3 separate regions of the Mus musculus genome follow, and regions 1 and 2 are each linked to region 3. Evidence: chromatin contacts called from public Micro-C and promoter capture Hi-C data. All regions are on one chromosome and are shown on one strand. Each heading gives the region's core, a stretch centred on a gene start, on an enhancer-like site or on the middle of the called end of the contact. The rest is flanking DNA. Distances are from core to core; before and after follow the strand shown. Region 1 overlaps Dlc1 (deleted in liver cancer 1). Region 2 holds the start of Dlc1 (deleted in liver cancer 1). Region 3 holds the start of Prag1 (PEAK1 related kinase activating pseudokinase 1).

Region 1 (3,840 bases), core at 504-3,003, 520 kb after region 3:
AGCAGACTAGAAGAGCTATTCTCTATGATAATGGGTTCCTGCTCTATCTTAATGATTGAACTTAGCTATTACTGACGTTGTCCAAGGACATCCCTTGGGTTTCATCCCACCACTGCATGATAGAAACGGAACACAACCTGAAAGGCTCACCTGTGTGATGCTAGCCACTGAGGGAATCCTCAGTGAGACAGTGCAAGCTGGGCTGCCCAGAGCCCCTCTGAGAGGAGAGCTGCCAGGAGCTAGACAGACATCTTGCCCTTTAAGAGCACACACTGCTCTTACAGAAAGCCTGAACTGAGTTCCTAGCACCCACGCAGGGCAGGTCATAACTACCTGTAAACCCACCTCCTGGAGGTCTAACGCCTCTGTTTGCAGAGGACACTGCCACATATCTCCCCTCCCCCGTATTTTAATAACATGCATCATTAAATCCTGGCCAAAATAATTCTTAAGAGAAGAGAGGGCAGGGGGAGGGCAGAGAGAAGAAGGCTGCTGGTCCAGTACTCGCTGTTTGGCATGTGCTATCAGAACAACCCCAGTGCACTGGGTAAAATGTCAAAAGCTCTGTCCTCCCCACAGTCTCCCTTTCCTTTGCCTTCTTTGCTATGCTGATAATCAAACCAACCGCTTCTGCATGCCAGGAAAGCTCTCCACCGCTGAGCTACACCACCTTTCCCGTTTATGTATGTTAGTGCCAAGGCTTCCACCATTTAGATGCTAGAAACGAATTTTAAAAATAAAAATAAAAATCTGAAGCTATCCACAACAATTTCAACTTTGGGCTTCATTTATCCCTGGGGCAATTAGTTTAAACCTCTGGTCTAGTGATAGAAGCCAAATAATCTCTGGAAATTTCTTTGCCTCCCTTAGGACCAGCGGTCTCCTCTGTGCTTGGAAAATGTTGTAATGCAATTTGTGCTCAATGGAACATTGTGAAATGACTGGAGAATAATTTTGATTTGTAATGCTCAAAGGAAATATGACAAAGGGAAAATATTGAAAATAATGTTAGCGGTTTTCAATTAAAGGGGCATAATTCAATTGGAAACCCAATGGATGTCCTGAAATATTTATTTATTTATTTATTTATTTTTTAGCTCTAGTGACCCCCAATTTGGGATCTTCCTGATTCCTTCCCCTAACTGATATTTCACTTTTTAAGATGCTTTCAAAACAAAAGCGCTAAAAGGTTTATACTTTTAAAGATTTACCACAAGTAGCTGCCCTGTTCAGCTAGATCCGTTATTATAACTTTTAGACAATTCACATTCAGAATAGGGGGGAAGGCCAATTTATTCTTCTGGAAACATCTTTACATTATGAGGGGTACAGAGAGACTCTGTTCTTGTACAAATGATAGAAATATTCTCTTTTTGGGTAGCCATTTAAACCAAAGTATGAATCAGCCTAGGATGTGACATCTGTCATCCAAACATGTTTTTATTAAAGCCAGACAAAGGTAATGTAAAATAAAGGTGAGCGTCAAGAGGGGATCTGGAGAAGTTTCTTGGGGGGTGAAGTAGGGACAGACAAACTTGCAGAGATCAGTGGAATTCTTTCTTTTTCTATCTTCTTATTCTCTTCTTTTTTTCTCACCGAGATAGTAGAGATTGAGCCTGGATAAGCCTGACCAATACCCTACAGGTGAGCTGTATCTTTGCCTTCTTTTCAAGTGAAACAAAGGGGGGTAGGGGGTGGAGCACAGTCTCACCGCCTTGAGTAAGATGGCCCCTGAACTTGGGCTCCCATTGCCCCACGCCCTTGAATGGAATCACGGGATGCTCACTCTGCGGAAAGTCTGGGCGCACTGAGTTCTTGATGTGGATCTAATACTTCAATGAGTAGGCTTTCCCGGGATACTTAGCATATTTACAGTAGAATTTATTTGAAAGTCTAGTTTATCCGAAGGCTCAGTTGGGGCTTAGCCTAAGGCCTCACTGCTAGAAATGGCAGAGATGAGAACCCAACAGTGACACTCAGGCGCACGCCTCGGCCGCACCCCAATTTCACTTGATCTCTGCCAAGATGAATGTGGTTCTTTCATGTGGCCTCTGGCAACACAAAAATCAAGAACACGGCAAACAAAAATTGCAATTTTTTTTTTAACTCCATGTGAGCAACTAGGCTGCCTCTCCCACTGAATTAACCAAGTTAACTGTAGGCTTGGATGGTCTATTCTATTAGCGTGCTCTGATTATAATCCTTTTTTAGCTTGTCACACACAATTCTTTAAATGCTGGGGATGGGCTATGTTATTTTAGAAGCAAGTGGTATTTTATCTCTGTGATTTAATACAGGTTAAAAGGTTCATTGTGAAGAGTTAAGAAAATATGGAATATGTAAATGGAAAAAGTGAAGCTTGATAACTCAGGAACATAAGATAACTGATATATATTATACATGCCAGGCTCCCAGGCACACAAAATTGACATAATAGCATATATTTTGTTTCATTATGCAAATGTGTACTTATTTATTAAGACTGGAGCTCGTGTAGCTCAGGCTGTCCTTGAACTCAGTATGTAGCAAAGGATGTCTTTGGATTCCTTACTTTCCAGCCCTCATGTTCCAAGTAATGAGATGACAGGCATGAGCCACCATGCCAGGCTTCAGGCGGTGCTGTGGATCAGACCCCAGCTGTATATATCCTAGGTACAGCTGAGCTACACGCCCAGCCCCTATTGTGTGGTATTTAATTCACTTAACAAAGCTGATGAGTCGGCTCTGTGTAGTTACATTATATCATCTAATGGGCCTAGCAAGCAGTTAAGCAAGGCTGAGCTTTTTAGTTTTTCACTCTTATCTTGAATAGGCATTCTTAAATAATACAAATTTAATTAAGAGCAAAGATAATAATTTTATAAGTAAATTTACTTACTTTGAATTATGTGGGCAAATGATACTGTGGCATTTGATATCTATCTATCTATCTATCTATCTATCTATCTATCTATCTATCTATCTACCTACCTATCTATTTATCTATCATCTGTATATCATTTATCTATTGTTTATCTACCTATCACCTACTACCTACCTATCTACCTATCTCGTATTATCTGTCTTTCTACATTGTCTTCCAGAATCCTTCCTTCCTTTCTTTCTTTCTTTCTTTCTTTCTTTCTTTCTTTCTTTCTTTCTTTCTTTCTTTCTTTCTTTCTTTCTTTCTTTCTTTCTTTCTTTCTTTCTCTCTCTCTCTCTCTTTCTCTCTTTCTCTTTCTTTCTTTCTTTCTTTCTTTCTTTCTTTCTTTCTTTCTTTCTTTCTTTCTTTCTTTCTTTCTTTCTCTCTCTCTCTCTCTCTCTCCCTCCCTCCCTCCCTCCCTCCCTTCCTTCCTTCCTTACTTACTTCCTTCCTCCTTCCCTCCGTCCCTCCCTCCCTCCCCCTCTCTCTCTTTCTTTCTTTTTTCTTTCTTTTTCTTTTCAGAGTTTGAATGTGCTTGCTCCTTGCATGATAATTTGAGTTAAGGTACTGATAAGCAAAAAGAAATGCTTCGCCATTCTTTATATTTCTTTGAATGCTAAATTTGTTCACATTTGTATTGCATTCAGTTTACATAACAAAATTTGCCAGCATAACCACGTCTAAAGGCTTCAGTAGCTTAAGCATGACTTTGCTGTCACTCGGCCAGAACCACTTTTTTTTTTTTTAAAGTTTTATTTATTATTATATGTAAGTACACTGTAGCTGTCTTCAGACACACCAGAAGAGGGCGTCAGATCTCATTCAGATGATTGTGAACCACCATGTGGTTGCTGGGATTTGAACTCAGGACCTCTGGAAGAGCAGTAGGAGCTCTTAACCTCTGAGCCATCTCTCCAGCTCCCCCAGAACCACTTTCT
Region 2 (3,999 bases), core at 558-3,057, 860 kb after region 3:
TATTGTTTGAGAGTAAGGTCTGTGGTACAAAGCCCATAACACATGAGGCAGGGGACTATGGTTCCCTTGTCATCTAGTGTCCTAGCCAGCTGTGTGACCTTGGACAGTACACTTTTGAATGCTATTCTTTAGCTTCCTCATTGGTGATCCCTGACAACACCAGAGAGTGATATTTTAATGCTCTTTCTTTCCCTGAAAGGAAAATTCTACTTGGTCGTTTTGTAAAATATTTCAGACTATATTGCACATAGTAGGCAATTGCTCTCCTAAAGCCACAGAATTTCACTTCCTACATAGTAAAATCTGCTTTTTCTCATTTTTAAAAGCTTAACAAAGTTTAAATTGTTAGCAACAACATCAAAGCATCAATATAAATCACTCTAGGCTAGAAATTAAAAATTCTATTAGCTAACACACCAAATGGTCATCTTGTCCTTTATAGAAGTTTATGATTAACATCCTTATTGGTTTCTTATGATCCTACTGGCAAACCTGTTATCCATCCTTCACTTACTGCATTTTGTGTTTGGTTCACAGATTTGGAGATAGGCATAATATCTTTGCATACTATTCCATACAATTTTCCAAAAATAATTTCCTTCTAAATATAACATCATCTTTGTTATTGTAACTCTGGGTTATATCAGCCATTGCTACATTTATTTACTCCGGGACCACACATTTAACCATTAAGACAATTTAGAAGGCTGAAGCATGGTGACTATTTGACTTGACGATGACAGAAAATACGAATGAATGGTCAGCTAGATTCTCCCATGACTGATGTGATTGTACAGATTTGCTTCAGCAACACGGAGTGTTCATACAACATGAGATCTGAGCGGCGAATCCAAGTTTAATGTTAACAAAACCCGATTCTGACACTTATGTTCCCAAACTGAAATTAAATGTGCAGAGACAGAAATAACCTGTAAACTTGTATGTCATTACTTCTCTTAAAATAACAATTTACGTTGTGTGTTAGTAACAGGGTAAGTGACTGAAACTAGCTGGAAATACTAGAGAATTTGATTTTCAGAGTTTTCAGTAAGACGCTGATTATTGTTTGAAAGCACATTACTAAGAAAAAACGTTATAATGTTATGTCCTCTTTTTGTTGGGAAAACAGAGAGGAGAAAGGAGTTTCTAAAGTTTCACACTTCAATCTGAGAAGATTCATTGGCCCCCAGATATGCTACACCTATCAGCAGCGGCGCGTTACAGATGGATTGGTCAGTAAGTTAAGAATAAAAAGAAATCAGAAGAAAACATTTCTGCATGGGGAAAGAGACTCGAGCTACGTGGAACATATTTTAGAAATGACATTTTGCTCAAAAGATTTTGACTCCCCGCTGTCTACTGACTACACAGTTTTCCCCCTTCTGCTTTTCAGGGCTCAGCTCTGAAAGCAGTCAACAGCTGGCTGAAGATGGCAAGGTTTTCCAGCTCTGTCTCCTACATGACAGTCGCAGCAGCAGCCTCTTACCTGGACCAGGAGTTGCTGTTACCGCCAAGGCATGATGCTATTCCAGCCAGGCTAGGAGAGGAGTCTGTCCCGGTTAGCGGCTCCAAAAAATCTAAGTTCACATTGCTGGCTGAGGTCACGGCTCTATTCTGAGCAGTTCTCCTTAACGCAGTGTGTGATTCTAACAAAAAACCCCCTCTGCAGCTGGAGAGAGCCTCAGCTAACGCCGGATCCTGTCAAGGCGTTCCTAGTGACTTCTGTCCTCTAAATGCAGACTGATGTTTTGCGAGAGAGGGGCCTCCACCAGCAGGCCCAGATTGCCTGCAAAGTATTTCCTGCCTCCGAGAAGTTTGCATGTGAGAAAGCCTGCACGAAGCCGGAGGGGAGGGGCTGAGCAGAGCCGCCTGGGCGTTGAAGCTCTGATTTTACACAGAACCAAAGTGAGTTTGTCAAAGCTCTTGAGATGATTAGTTAGCGTCAGAAAGTCCTAGAGTCCTTCCTATCCCACAGGGCTCGTGGAAAACAAGGAAGGAAGAGAGTGCAGCTCTCCCCTCTGCACAGTGTTACTTTCTACTGTGTTAAATGGAGAACACTTCTCCTAATTCTCATTTCAAAAGTTTTCTAAGACAGATGAAGTCTGAGCCTTTTAATACCGTAATTCTTCTAAAGTTTAGAACCTTAAAAAATAACTTCAAAATTTAAATCCTGGACTTGGGGAAGGAAAAAAAATCTGTAAGTAAAATTCCGAGAATCGAGGAAACAGAGAATTTTCTTCTCTCTCTCTCATCCCCAGAATTCTGAACAGAACACAGTGGTTTGTGTTACAGCACGTGAAGCCTCCTTACCTCCAGTAAGGGATCCTCCAGTTACAGACAACCACGGCTGCAAAGGCTGGAAAGGCTGGAGAAGGCAGACTCCATCTTGATCAAGTTAGAAGTCCTGCTGACATAAAACACTTGCGATGCTTCCTCCAGCATGGCCGAGTCTCTCAATCACATCTCTAAAGTGGCTAGCAGAGTGTATGCCTCCTTCCCCAGACAGCTTGTGAACTCTCATCTGTTTATCTTTTCTGCTTTTGTGCCTCCACTGCGTGACTTCCTCCTAGCTGCTCCGGCCTGGGAGCTAGGACTACCATTTGGTTTTGATTAAAACCAGACAGCCAACTCTGGAGAATTTAGGGAATAAGCTAATGGAAACTGCGAATATGGCTTTAATTAGTGCATCAATTAATAATAGATGTTAGCTTGTCTTATAATAAGATGTCACAAATGCAGAGCTCAAATCATTTCTGGAAAGAATTCATACAGAGTCTCTTTTATGACCCAGAGTTCTCCCTCAGGGAAAGTGCAAGGGTAAGACGGACAGTGGCCTTGGGACATGTAGGTTTGTGGCCAGGCCAGTGGGATAGCTTCCTTGTTTACACCAGAGAAACGGGAAACAACATCTGTCCATTTATCTTATTTGGTTGAAACTACTCAGTAATCGTTCCCTTTCATTTTAGTTACATTAAAAGAGTTCATTCTATAGCTCTAGGTGACTTAACTAGTCCTTTAAAAAATGATTAGGAATTCGATGAATCTAATTATTGACTCTGTGTGAGGGTTGTACAATTTTAGCTTGTCAATAATATAAAATTTAAGAATAATTCCAATATCCAAGTAAGAAATAAGTATAAAACCACATAATGAGATGCAGGAGAAATTAAGCCTGCATGTCTCAACAGCTGTCCTCTTATCTGAACGCTAAGTGGTTTTTCATTGTTTATATATATTCTCAGGTGGTCTTAATTTCTACAAATGCATGCAGGTCTTCCAGTATCATAATGGCCATCTTTTACTTTTCCTTGACAACACCGTGTAGGTGATAACTTGACCAAGTATGATGTTAGAGCTACTGCATCTTTTTTCACTGGACAACTGACATAGCTCAGAAAACACAATTTAGACAAAAGTCAAATAGGAAAAACAGGTTTAAGCCATGCACAAGCTGAAACATGAGATGATTCTAACATAAACATACTAGCAGGGCTTGCCATGGGGACAAAGGTCTGGAACCCCAGCTCTTGGGAGACAGGAGTACAAGTTTAGCTTAGTCTTCATAGAAAGACCATGCCAATAATAATTTTTTTCTTTTTTGCAGAGATATCCCAGTCACTAAAGTGCTTACCACATTGAGTGATTCAAGGTTCTGAGTGCAAAATCCAGAACCCACCTAAAAATAGTTGAGTATGGCGATGCATGCCTGTAATATCAGCACAGGTGAGGCAGCTGAATTCTGAGAGCTCACTGGCTAGCCCTACTTAATGAGTTCGAGTCCCGAGAAAGTTTGATTAAATAAAGAAAAATGGCACCAGAGCAATGACTCAAAGGTTGTCCTAGAACATATATGTACATAAACACACACACACACACACACACACACACACACACACACACACACCTCACAAAGGCACACATACAAAATAGAGCCAAAATGGGAATAATGAACCCACCCCATGGATTTATTCTCAAATATAATATGTTGACAGAAAGACT
Region 3 (4,284 bases), core at 1,405-3,904:
ACACCTTTCTGACATTAAGGTGAGAGGCATTTCTGTTTCATCCAGATGGAGAAAGACCGGGCATGAGAATTCTTTAGCCCAGTCTACATGCTCTCTGAGCCCTCTCAAATATCCCGGCTCCGGTTTTCTTAGGATAATTTAATGGCACACACTTCTTGCTTCTGCCTCTTTGGTTCTTCAGTTATAAACTACATTACCTTACCCCCAAGCACCCCTGTCTCAATCTTGTCTCTCAATCTCCTAAAATTTAACAGCTCTCTTGTACAGAATGGCGCCCAAGCACTAAAACACCCAAGAGAATTGCTCTTACAAAAGGTCTGATCTGTATCAAAGAGCTCCATCCCTGAGTAGAAAACACCATGAAAAGCAAGTCGCCAGATGCAAAGTGCTGAGCACACACAAATTGCACTGCATTGCAGGGTGCGGGGTGCGGGGTGCGAGTCTAAGCCAAACGTCCACCACATGCACGAGCTTACCAGTTTCACAGGGAATTATAACACACCGAACAGCTGCAGGACAGGCACTGTGCAAGTGGGTGGTATTTTGTATACATCTTTGCCACTTTTGAAGATTTGTTTTTCATTAGGCAGGCTGAAGCCTTTTTTGCTGCCACATAGCTGGCATAAAAGGGGAAAGAAAAAGCCATGTTATGGATCAGCAGTGGCAGTATTGTGTATTTATCTCCTGTAAGCCCAGCAAACCATTTGGGAACCATTTATTGAGCAGAAATTCCAAATTAACCCTTCACTTGCTGTGCCATGCTATAGAACCACAGCGGTCTCTCTGTGTTGCAAACTTTGCTTCTTTATTGTGTTCTTTGGGTTCTTTGTGCATTAAGGATAAATTGGGTAAAGAGAGTAAAAAGTGTGGAAGTGTCTCTTATGTGCTTGGCATGGCCTTTATTTATCCTGGGAAGTGTCTATGCCCCCTGGAGAGGACTGAAAGATGTGGGGAGCTGAATGCTGAGAGCCATGAATGATCCAAAATCCCCATGAGAGGGCCCAGTGTCACTGAACTGAAAGCCCCTCTTGGGTCCGGATTGTGTTTGTCCAGTGCAAACCATTTTGTACCTGTCTGCTTGTTGGCACTTTCCCCTCTGGTGTCTTCATAAGTAGACTGGACCCCTCAGGAGAATGTAATGCTGCTGGCGCCGTTCCACCAGAGTTTTCCTTATGTACTTGTTGAAATGATTGACTGGTAGGGCAATGTGGTGGACTCTCGGTGGAATCAGGCAGCTCTTGGTTCCCATCTCAACACTACCACTTTTCACCTGAGGAGCCCTGGCAAAGGATAGGACCCTTCTGGACCTGTGTTATGCTGTGTCAAATGTGCTAACCCTGCCCTGTGACGTTGCCTGGCACGTAGTAGGTTCTTCATGAATGTTAGTACGACTCCTATTCACCTTCCTATCAGTCTTTCCGTACTTAAATGGGTAATGAGGGACATTGAATGATAAGTAAATTCTCCTTATGGTCCCTTTGCACTCCTTACATAGAAGCCACACATATCCAAAACATGTCTTCTTCCTCTTTCATATTCTATATAGCGCTGCCAGTGTTAACACCACATAAAGGCGAAGAGGGGGAGGGTCTGAGTGGTGCCTTCCTTCTCTCCGTGGAATCATCCTGATTAAGGATGTAACACCGCGCTGCCTCTGTAAAGCAAAGGGAAGCAACCAGATGTGTTGAGGGGGGGGTGCGGGGGAGGATTCCGTTTTCACTCAGGCTTGGCCCTGAGCAGTAACTTCAGTGCCTGGCTTCTTAGGGAACACCCAGGGCAAGGTGCAAGTCTGTCCTACTCAGGCAGCTGGAGGAAGGGAGGCGACTGGCTGGCCCTCTCCTGAGAGTTAAAAAAGATTTTTCGCCCGAGGAACAATATCTTGAACTCCTTGTATCTCAGCCAGTGACTCACGCACTGGAAGCGGTGTAAACACAGGTGGAGGACCTGGGTGCCCCAGCATGATTGAAGGCCGGTCCTCCAGGCCAACATTTGCATTCCACTGTTAAAACACTAAAGTTCAAAGAGATGTGCTGAGCCATTTGCTAGAGGCCTGGACATGAGGAGCTGAGCAGGACCTGAAATCTCTCAGCCAGCCCTGCTCCAGCCGGCTTGTGGTTCTCCTAGGATAACAGTACGTGGCAGTGAAGGCGCTCACGCCTCTTTCAGAGCCCACCGCCCTAGATCTTATTATTGTACTCCGGATCCCCTCTCTTCCATGTTTCGTTCTTTTGCTCCCTCCCTACCAGGGTCTCCTAGGGTCGGCTGGGTGGAGGGATGAGAATGCATTTACTCCGACAGACACACCTATCTGTGCATTGTGGTTAAGGAAAGCTGGGAGCACCAGAGATCTTCCAAGCAGAACTGCGCTGAGCTGGGATTGAGCTGGGGACGCTCTGGGGGGCTCAGCTCCAGGTCTAGGGGCGCCAAGGCTCGGGCTGGGGGCGGAGCCTCGCTGTGGCGAGCGAGGGGGCGGGGCGCGGTGCGGAGTTCCTAGGGACCTGGGCAGGGGCGATCGCCCGCCCTCCTGGACTGGGGACGAGCAGAGTGGCGGGACGCGCAGGCCCGGTGGAGACGCGGGGCAGCGGCAAGGACTGCGGGGGTGCGGCGGGAGCGGAGCGGGCGGCGTCACCCGAGGCGGAGGGGGCGGAGCCGCGATCGCAGCTGCCACCCGGCCGCCGGGCCCAGGCAGAAGTCAGCCGCCCGCGGCTGGGCAAGCACTCCGCGCAGACACGCTAAAGACAATGCTCCGAGGCGTCCGGCGGGGCAACGGACTGCTGGGTCACCGACGGCGAGGCTGCGAGACCGCAGACCCCAGGTGAGCCCACCACTCTCTCTCCAGATCCCGCCGCTTTTTGTCTGACGAACGTGGCGGCCCAGGGGCTTTCGCAGAGTCGCTGCGGTGGCCCGGCGGGCCAGCCCCTGCTGGCGTCCCCAGGGGTGACAGGCTACCGATCCGGAGCGCGTGGAGAGTCCGGACCTCGTGCTCAGGGTTGTGCCCTCGGTGCAGGTTCCGAGACGGGAAAGCTGGGGAGTCGGAGGGGTATTTTCAATTCTTTTGAGAAACGCTCGCTTTGAAACTGGGAAACTTTTCCTTGGAGTTCCGGGAAGGGTGATCGACTGCTGTAATGGTTTTACTGGTCTTGCTGGTCTGGCTGCTCTGTTTTGTGTGTTGGGAACTGCTCCTTTTGCAGTGAGTATTGTCAAAGGAGCAGAGGGGCAGAGGCCGTTCGGGCTGCTCCGGCCAGACCCGGAGGTGACGAATTGGGGGTCCAGGGAAGCCACCTTTAGGCTGCAGCTGATCTCTGAAGGAAGGTGCTATCTGTTTGATGAACCTTGGTGATCATTCCATACCTGGAGCTAGCTCCCAACCTTTGCTTGTGATGTCCCCTCTGCAGCCGGGCGCACACACCCACATGCACCCACATGCACACGCAAGCACGCTTACCCTTGGAAAATAGAATCTCTGCTTGTGTGTGAGTCCTGGGAATGCGAATGGAGGCGGCTGAGCAATTCTCAGCCCACAGCGCTCGCTCACTGTGTCTGTTCTCCCAGGTAAAGCTCAACCATGGTTTTGCAGAGCCTATTGTAGAGCCCAAAGGTCTAAGGCTGAGGAGTTTTGCAACGGATTCAGTTCAGACTCAGGTTGGAAAGGCTTAACTGATCACAGTTCTCAACTCTACCTTACAGCCCCTTCTGAGGAGATTTGACAGGAGGCCCCAGAGAAAGCAAGTTGGCTTTCCTAGGGTCCCTCAGAACTTTGCTCCCCTTATTGGATCAGACTGCAGGCTTCAAGTCCACACTCCTCCTACTATGATTGCTCAGAAAGTAGAAAATAAAAAGATATGTAGATACCATTATATACCCTCAGTGCTGGGGCTGGGGTGAGGTGGGGTGTTAGGGTAGTCATGTCCTGCTTTCTCCCTAGACCACGCTGGCTAATGGAATATAATGCATTAATCTATATACTTTCCATACATACTATACCTTTGGGGGGTTGCATTATTATTTTTTTTTTGTAAAATACAAGAAGCAATATTATTTAGATGGAAAATTGTGGAATTCTATCAAGTAAGGCATGAGCAAATTTGGGTGCAAATAAGAGGGGTTTTGACCTGAATACTTAGGATCTGGCCACCCTGATTCTTCGGATTCTTTTTGAGATGGGGGTGGGAGTGTATCTGACAGCTCAGCCTTGTAAATCGTAGCGCCCCGAAGTTTGCAGAGGCAAAGCTCTGTTATTGTGACTTGGATCACAAAGAAGGCTGCGGATCTTTTCCTGATCTT

What was found. Promoter capture Hi-C pulls out the DNA fragments that hold promoters and counts their contacts. Hi-C and Micro-C count contacts between places; a contact is called where the count stands out from the background.
Region 1: a Micro-C map of embryonic stem cells shows a contact between it and region 3, with 2.7 times the contacts expected there. The contact joins the enhancer-like site here to the promoter of Prag1 in region 3. A contact is called at or near these places in 3 of 484 Hi-C or Micro-C datasets (all in embryonic stem cells), 1 of 115 datasets of contacts at active chromatin or transcription factors (extraembryonic endoderm stem cells) and 1 of 9 other capture datasets (embryonic stem cells).
Region 2: a contact with region 3 is called in a promoter capture Hi-C map of stem cell-derived epiblast-like cells, with 3 times the contacts expected there. The contact joins the promoter of Dlc1 here to the promoter of Prag1 in region 3. A contact is called at or near these places in 5 of 39 promoter capture datasets (the 3T3-L1 cell line, embryonic stem cells, hippocampal neurons and 2 more) and 1 of 115 datasets of contacts at active chromatin or transcription factors (microglia).

Annotation. Positions count from the first base shown.
Region 1 is chr8:36,617,423-36,621,262 of GRCm38.p6, forward strand. The region is part of intron 5 of Dlc1 (deleted in liver cancer 1); the gene reads right to left. Among named protein-coding and RNA genes, the nearest start is that of Trmt9b, 160 kb to the left of the region's middle. Within about 2 kb of position 1,754, at least 9 of the 459 cell types and tissues checked have an H3K27ac peak or open chromatin away from gene starts, as enhancers often do. A contact at or near this core is called in embryonic stem cells, where this site is marked.
Region 2 is chr8:36,950,635-36,954,633 of GRCm38.p6, forward strand. Dlc1 (deleted in liver cancer 1) reads right to left here and starts at 1,808. Exons shown (of 18, transcript NM_001194940.2): 1 at 1,487-1,808.
Region 3 is chr8:36,092,174-36,096,457 of GRCm38.p6, forward strand. It overlaps Prag1 (PEAK1 related kinase activating pseudokinase 1), which reads left to right and starts at 2,655. Exons shown (of 6, transcript NM_172911.3): 1 at 2,655-2,815.